2 separate regions of the Sus scrofa genome follow, and region 1 is linked to region 2. The links are chromatin contacts, called in public Hi-C maps. All regions are on one chromosome and are shown on one strand. Each heading gives the region's core, a stretch centred on a gene start, on an enhancer-like site or on the middle of the called end of the contact. The rest is flanking DNA. Distances are from core to core; before and after follow the strand shown. Region 1 holds the start of ZNF444 (zinc finger protein 444). Region 2 holds the start of ZNF331 (zinc finger protein 331).

The links. A called contact is a pair of places that touch in the nucleus more often than the background predicts.
Region 1: a Hi-C map of skeletal muscle shows a contact between it and region 2, with 8 times the contacts expected there. The contact joins the promoter of ZNF444 here to the promoter of ZNF331 in region 2. A contact is called at or near these places in 3 of 47 Hi-C or Micro-C datasets (liver and skeletal muscle).

Annotation. Positions count from the first base shown.
Region 1 is chr6:60,455,243-60,459,559 of Sscrofa11.1, reverse strand. ZNF444 (zinc finger protein 444) reads right to left here and starts at 1,553. Exons shown (of 4, transcript XM_021095118.1): 1 at 1,442-1,553. It overlaps LOC102159166 (a long non-coding RNA gene), which reads left to right. Exons shown (of 3, transcript XR_002344832.1): 1 at 1-467; 2 at 831-906; 3 at 1,461-1,545.
Region 2 is chr6:56,609,213-56,613,438 of Sscrofa11.1, reverse strand. It overlaps ZNF331 (zinc finger protein 331), which reads left to right and starts at 1,992. Exons shown (of 5, transcript XM_021097273.1): 1 at 1,992-2,175.

The DNA of each region.
Region 1 (4,317 bases), core at 304-2,803, 3.8 Mb before region 2:
TTCCTTCGCCACCTGCAGTATAGGTCTAACAGTAGCTTTCCCAACAGGGATGCCAGGAGGATGAATCAGAAGGAAGCATTCAATGAAGACCTGCCTGTCTCCCCTGGGTTTCCTACCCTTACACTAGTGTTATGTGGGGCTGGATAACTGCGTTGTAAGAGCCATCCTACAATGTTTGGCAGCATCGCTGGCCTCTTAGCAACAGATGCCAGCAGTATCTCCGCAACTGTGACTCCAGACAGCGCTACAAGTCCCCTTGGGGATGGGGGGGTGGCACAGTCGCCCCTGGTTGAGAGCCACCGGCCCAATGGACAAATATTTACTCAGGGCAAAGGGCTCTGGAGCAAATCCCAGTTCTGCCACCTCCCAGCTCTTCGTCCTTGAACAAGGTACGACGCCTTTCACACAGAGTTGCCCTGCCCGGGGTGTAAAATGGGAAGAGGAGTCCTACTAACCCAAGAGTCGCGGTAAGAATTCAAGATGTGGGGAAAACAAAGATGCTGAGAACAACACTCGGCTGTGCTAACCAAGCCCCCAACCGGAGCGAACCTTTCCTGTTACTGTTACTTTGTGAGGTGCTGGGGATACCGCCATAAACAAAAACACCTGCATTACACCGAAGTTCGAGCTGGAATAAGGGTTAAACCAGGAAATAAAACTGGGTGACTGGGGCTGACAGGGAGGAGGGCAGCTTCAGATGATAACAAGAGCAAACACAGCCTTGAAGAGCTGCACGCCCACGAACCTAATCCCTTGCAACAAGCTAGGCGGGGGGGGGGGGGGGGGGAGCTCCATCGAGACAGAAACAAGGCAATTCGTCTCATCCGCAGGAATCTCACAACTCCATGAAAGTGCGACCGAACTTGTACGGACACGCACGAGGGGAGCCACCTGCACCCCGCCCGCGTGAGGACCACCCCCCCCGCCCCGCCCCGCCCCGAGCCCCTTTCCGCAAACCTCTCTGACCGGCTTGGTCCTGCGCCCCCAGACTCCATCGCAGGGCCCAGCCCACCCCCCTCGGCCCTCCCCCGCCCCCTCCCTCAGTTTCCAACTCTCCCCGGCGTTCTCCGCCTCCGGGGCCCACACCCCCTCCTCCTTCCGGGCCCTCCCCCTCCCGTCCGCGCTTCCCTCCCCCTCCCCCTTCATCCCGGCCCCCTTCTTATTCCCTCCCGCCAACTCTCCCGTCCCTCCCTCCTCCGGACCCCTTCTCCCCAAAGCTCGCCCAACTGCCCCCCTCCGATCCCTCCCTCCTTTCCTCCCTCGCTCACCTTACTCTCCCGGGCGAGGCCCCCCAAACCCCCTCGCCTCCTCGCACATGCGCACAGAGCTCATCAGAACTCCATGCCCCGGCAGGCTTTGCGCCAAACTCATCCGTCCCCCTCCCCTCAACACTCCCAGAGACCCAGGGATCTGTTCCCCTCAACGGCCCCGCCGGCCTCACCTAGAACTACATCTCCCAGGAAGGATCGCAACAACGGTGGCTTTCTATTGGCTCTCGCCGTGGCGACCCACTCACGCCCATCTCCGAATGGCTCCACAAGCACCAGAACTACATTTCCCAAGATGCACCGAAGCCCTCCCAGCGACCTATTGGCCCTCGCAAACATGGCCTCTCTTACCGCTCCAGGGTTTTTTGGACTACATTACCCAGAACGCACTGGGGCCTTCCCATTGGCCGGGGCCTTCCCATTGGCCGGGGCCTGGGCCCCAGGCATGCGCAAACGTGCCAGGATGAGCAGCCGGTGGGCGGAGAGGGGGAGGAGCTGTGGCGGCGTTTCCATGGAGACCGAAGGAGGCGCGGAGCGGCAGGCCCTCGGGAAATGAGGGCCCCCAGGCCCGAGGAGCGGGAGGGCGAGGAGGAGGGGCCCAGGCCAGAGTTCTGCACCAATCTGGGCCTACAGGGTGCGTCTCCTTGACAACGGGTCAGGTTTCACCCCTCCCCCATCCGGGCAGAACAAGTGAGTGAGGTGGGAGAAAGAAGCCGGATCGCGGTGTGAGGCTGCAGCCGGCTGGAGGGGAGTGTGTGGTTCGAGGGCGGACCCAGGCACCTTGCTCATCCCTTGGGAGAATGGCAGGCGGTTTCTGGCCTCCGTTTCCCCCGTGTGAGTCGGAAGGGTGCTGCCTGCACGTCCCCGACGCACCCTCGTAGGTCAGGGTCTCAATCTGCACGTCCCAGCAAGGGCAGGAACTCAGAAAAGATGAGTTACAGTTCGATGCACAGACAGTTCCAGGCCTGAGGACAACAGGAGCCGCTTGGACCTAAGGCTGTGATTGCCTCCTCCCCACCTCGTCTCCTCGGGGCAGGGTGAGAAGGAGACTCCCCCGCCCCCACCTTCTGGACTGATGTGCAGACAGGGTGTGACGGTGGCTGGCACATCACAAGCATTCATTAGCTGGACAAGAACTTTTCCCCTGGTTTCACAAGTGGTCAGTGGCTGAGTCAGAACCTCCTGTCCGAGACTGGGTGAAAGCCAACCCCCTCATTGTCACCCAACCTACCCTGGCCCACCTCTCTGCCCACCTTGCCTCTCCTGCCCAATGTGTTCCAGCCACACCGGAATCTTTGCTGCTCCAGGAACACGATGTTCTTGTTCCCACTCACATCCGATTGCCCACTTGACGTCTCCACTTGGATTTTTGAACAGGCATCTCAAACCATAAGGTGGGCAGAAGAGAATTTTTGCCCCTCCCCCCAGCAAAGAATCTTGCTTTTCCCCCAGTTTTCTACCATGTTAGATGATAAACCCATCATCCATACAAATGCCCACCCCAAACATGGAAGGGTCGCCTTTGATTTTCTTTTTCCATCACCCTCTTCCAGGGTGGGGATTCATGAGTGAATACATGCAAAGCACTTAGAACACTGCTTGGCAGAGAGTAAGGAGTCGGTCAATAAACATTAGCTCTTTTTTACCTACAGCTGAGTCACTAATAAAAACAAGCCCAAGGAGTTCCCTTCGTGGTTCAGCAGTAACTAACCCACCGGGATCCATGAGGTTGCGAGTTCGATTCCTGACCTAGCTCAGTGGGTTAAGGATCCTGCGTTGCCAGAAGCTGGGGTGTAGGTCGCAGATGCAGCTCAGATCTCGCGTTGTTGTGGCCGTGGTTTAGGCCAGCGGCTACAGCTTCTATTCGACCCCTAGCCTAAGAACCCCTATATGCGGCGAGTGTGGCCCTAAAAAGCAAAATAAAATAAAAATTAAAAAAAAAAAAAAAGCGAGCCCAACCCAGGTGCAAATTTGACTCCCCTACTCCCCACCCCAACCAGCCCAGCCACCATGTAATGAAATAGCTTATTTCACCAAAGAATGCCCTCAACTCGTCACCTGTCACATTCCTGTGTCCTGGGCACCAATTATAAGACAGATTAAGGAGTTCGCTGTTGGCCTAGCCAGTGAAAGATCTGTCCTTGTCACTGCTGTGGCACGGGTTCGATCCCTGGCCCAGGAACTTCTGGGTGCCACGGGATTGGCCAAAATAATAATGAGGAGGAGGGGGATGTTGAAAGACAGATGCTGGGCAGGCTCAGAGGATACAGGTGTGGTCAGGGTCCACGGAATCCGGGCCCATCCGGTTTCAGCACCGCTCAGTGGGTGTTTTCACGGTTCAGAAAGCCATCCAGCACCCCCTAGCTTCCACACCCAGGATGACCAGTTAAACAATGTCTTCATCTGAATTGGGGGTGACCTGGCACAGAGTCCCATGGGAATAGTGAGGGCCCAATAAGGGGCGGTGCTGATTGGCCTAAGCCAATCGGACAATCTGTTCTCCTCGCCAGCGATTGGCTGAGGCCCATGGGTGTGACATCATTCTGACCAATGAAGTGTGAAGGCAGGTTTGTGGGGCGCCGGCTGGAGAGGTATCCCCGCCAGCTGTCCTTCTGCGTTGTCCTGTGTGTGTGTGTGTGTGTGGGGGGGTGCTGGGGGGGAGACACTTTAAACTCGCCTGGCATGGTTAAACTGAAGAATGACTGACTCTCGCTGGAGCTCCCCTACCTCCAGACACCTCTCTAGGTGAAATAAGTCCCCTCAAGCCCTTTCGAGTTAAGCTGTCAAAACTCACACACATAACAAGGGCCAGTTCCAAGCAGTTGCAGCCTGTACGGCTGCACAGAGTCTCAGGCTGAGTTTAATGCTCTCCTATGGCCCTCTTCAAATTCTAACGCTTTAACCATAGGGCGCTGCACGTTAAGTAGCCATTCGTGCAACATCACCTCTGTGATTTATGTGGAATCCACACTCCACCGCTGTTTCTCCAGCATTCAAGGGTTCCGTAATTATTGGTGAGGAACAGAAGGAAGGAAAGACTGAAGGAAGG
Region 2 (4,226 bases), core at 743-3,242:
ATCTACAGATGCTACAGATGAATGGATTAAAAAAAGACAGTGTAATATTACTTGGCCATAAAAAAGAATGAAATTTTTGTCATTGGCAATAACATAGATGGACCTGAAGTGTACTGTGCTTAGTGAAGTAGGTCAGAGAAAGACAAATTCTGCGTTTTACCACTTAACGTGTGGAATCTAAATAATAAAACAAATTAATAAATAGAAACAGACTCACAAATATAAAGAACAAATTAGTGGGTACCAATGGGAAGGGTAATGGGAGAGGGACAGAGTGAGTTAAGAGGCAAAAACTACCATGTTTAAAACAAACAAAACGCAAGGATACTCAGTACAGCACAAGGAATATAGCCAATGTTTTAAACAACTTTAAATGGAGTATGATCTATAAAAAACATTAAATCACTATGTTGTACACCTGAAATTAATATAACATGTAGATGAACTAGAATTTTAAAAAGAAAGAAAAGGTTAAAATGGGAAATACCATCCCTACACAAAAATTCATAAACATTGAGAGTACTGTGCTATGTTAAATGCCTCTGTGTTTCACTTGGTCCCATTAGAAGTTCAGCAAAACCTTTTTTTAAAACAACTTGTGGGAGGCAGGTAAACCTCCAGCATGGAAACTGAGCTCTTTCACAGCAAAGCTGTTAATAAGATGGAACGAGATCTTAACACAAAGTTTTTCACATCACAGGAACCTTAGAAAATACATGAATACTACTGACTCACAGTAGACAGACTTAAACTAAACTTTATAAACAGTATAAAGCGGCATAGTATACGAAAAGAGAACACTTACAGAAAGATTTCATGGCCCTCCTTATCAAAAACAATGCCTGCATCATTACTTAAGGAAACCAGGTATGTCACCCCAAAACATGCTTCTTTGACATAAAAATTACTTTGAGGGAGTTCCGGTTGTTGCTCAGCAGTAAAGAACCCAAATGGTCTCCATGAGGACTCCAGTTTGATCCCCTGCCTTTTTCAGTGGGTTAAGGATCCAGGGTTGCCATGAGCTGTGGTGTGGGTCGCAGATTCTACGTTTCTACGTTGCTATAGCTGTGACTTAGGCAGCTTCAGCTCCATTTCTACCCCTAGCCTAGGAACTTACATATGATATGGGTGCGGCCCTAAAAAGAAAAAAATAATTAAACCTTCTTTAAAAGCAGTAAACACACAAAAGAGCCCCTTCTCTGTCAAAAGGCAGAAAGTAAATTCTTTAAATGACGATAGACTGGGAGTTCCCATGTTGGCACAGCAGAAATGAATCCAACTAGGAACCATGAGGTTGTGGGTTCGATCCCTGGCCTCCCTCAGTGGGTTAAGGATCTGGTGTTGCCCTGAGCTGTGGTGTAGGTCAGCGGCAACAGCTCCAATTAGACCCCCCTCCATATGCCACGGGTGTGGCCCTAAAAATTAATTAATTAATTAATAATAAATGTAGACAGATGGCATCAGAGGACTCTCAAACAAACCTCATTACATGAAGATAAGAGTTATCAGGCCGTAATAGGTCTATCACTAGCCCGGAGCACTGTCAATACTTCACAATTCATCGTTTCTTTGTCTCAAAGGTATAAAAGCTTCCTGCTGTGGACATATCTTCAGGTTTTCATCCTCTTCTGAAAGCCCCCATGTACATGAAAGAACGTAATAAAATTTGTATGCTTTTCTCGCATTAAAAGAAGAAAAGGAGAAAAGAAATCCGAAGAGCTGGCAAAGCTCCCAGCATTTTGAAATTCCGCGGCTCTGAAACGCATTCCCTCCAAGTCTGGAGGTACAGCGCTCCTTTAGGGGTAGGGGAGACGCCTTCTGAAGGCCTTGTCTAGCGCCCCCGAGATGCGAACTACATTTCCCAGAAACCTCTGAGGCACAGCTCCACTCCTGCCTCTTGAGGGGTTGCATGCTGGGTAAGCGAGCCATTGAGTGTTCAGCTCCGCGGATCTCTGGGTTTCTAGACTACATGTCCCAGAAGGCTCTGGAGCACCGCCCCCAGTAGAAACTCGCCCAGTTGCATGCCGGAAGATGCGCTTTCTGCGCGAAGATTTTTTTTTTTTTTTTCTTTCTTTTTTTTTTTTTAAAGCTCTGGTTTCCTGGTGACGGTGTCTGGAGATAACCTCAACGCTCGCGCTCGCTCCGGACGCCCTGTTGGTTGTTAGGCCCCAAGCGGTGAGTTAGTAGCATCCCAGGAGGACACCAGCACGGAACGCGGCGGGCGACTGCGGTGAAAGAGAGGCGGAGAGGCCCGAAACAGAGCCTCGGCCTCTGGCTCCCGGGAGCGGCTGCGGAGGAAGTGCGAGTGTGTGTGTGTGTGTGTGTGTGTGTGTGTGTGTGTGTGTGTGTGTGCGCGCGCGCGCGGATCGGGCTCAGCCGTGTGCATAGAGCGAGACGCGCGCGTGAGCGTCGGCGAGGGAGACAGGCCGGGTACCTGTACTGGTGACGCACTTGCGCGTGAGTGTGGGCGGGGGGCGGGGGGCGCGACTCGGCGCCATCCCCGTGGCTGTGCGTCGCGTGGGCATCTGGAAGGGGGACGCGGCTAGGCTGTGACGGGCTGTGACTCGGCCACTCTGCTCTGCGTGAGTTACATGCGCGTGGGCCCTGCGTGGGTGGCGGGGCCCAGATGTGTCTCGGCGGCTGAGATGAGCCTTTGCACTTAAGTGGGATTGGCAGAGACACACACCATGTCTCTGGCGTGGGCGTCAGTTCTTGTGACAGAGTCAAGGGGTGTCTCATGGTGGTTTGTGCCATCGCTTGGCTGTGACAGGTGCAGGATTGTGTTTGGATGTGTGGCCGCGGATTGAGTGAGCACGGTTGTGTGTGACAGTGTAACCTGTAGCTCTCATGTTTCTGCTGCTCCCTCTCCCTTCACGTTCCAACCTTCTGGTCCTTGTTTGGGGACAGTGGCCCCGAATACAAGTCAAAGCCTGAACCCTGTGATGAAAATGACAAGAATGGCACAGACATAGTCGTGAGATGGCAATCTCAGAGCCATAGGTGCTCGCCATCTCAAATTCAGGTTACCTGAGTGACAGGGTGAAAAAGCCTCGGGAAGAAGATCCCCTTTTCGGATGGGAGAGGACCCTGACCAGGTAGCTGGGGGTAGAAGACAGCTACATATTTCAGAACTCCAATTATTAGAGCCTAGTCACCAGGGATCTCCGAAATTCTGAGATCTCAGTGCCCTCTTATTTCTGATTGGTTTAAGATAAGACGTGGGAACAGGTGGGGCATTGGAGGATATTTTCTGATGTAGTCTGTGCTCCAGAAAAGCCCTAGTGTCTGATTCTATCCTCTTTTAACCCCATGCCAGCTGTCTCCAGAAAAATCATCCTGGGAGTTCCTGTTGTGGCTCAGTGGAAACTAATCTGACTAGGATCCATTAGGATGCAGGTTCCATCCCTGGCCTCGCTCAGTGGGTTAAGGATCCCGTGTTGCCGTGAGCTGTGATTTAGGTTACAAATGTGGCTCAGATCCCACGTTGCTGTAGCATTGCTGTAACCCCTAGTTACAATTAGTGAGCCACTTCCAAAAGGTTACCCTTAACTGAAGGCCATGCTTTATTCAGATTGCCTTAATTTTTGCATAATGGTTTTCATCTGTTGCAGGATCCCATCCAGGACACCACATTACATTCATTGTCATGGCTCCTTAGGCTCTTCTTGGCTTTGCCAATTTCTCAGACTTGGCTTGTTTCTGATGACTTGACAGTTTTAAGAGGCTGAGTATTTTATAGGCTGCCCCTCTCTTGGAATCTGATGTTTTCTTCATGATTAGACTGGGTTTCTAGGTTTGACGGTGGAAGATCACAGAGGTAAATTACCACTTCATTACATCATGGCAAGGATACGCACTATCAACATGATTTATGATTGGTGAGGTTGAACTTGATCACCTGGCTTAGGTAGTGTTGGTTGAGGTTGAACTTGATCACCCGGCTTAGGTGGTATTGGTCAGTTTTCTCCACTCTAAAGTTACTCCTTTTTTTTCAAAGACTGTGTCACACTTGAGTGACAGCTACATATTTCAGAACCCCAGGTTCTAGAGCCTAGTCACTCTGACTCTGCTTCTGTCTTCACGTCTTTCTCTCCTCTCACACCCTCTTTATTTCCTATTAAGAAAATAGGAATTCATTTTCTAAGTTTATACCTTACACATTTTTTCTAATAATGTTGGGTGCAAAGTGAACCCTAAAGGGTCAGGTGATTTAGCAGTTGTCTGCA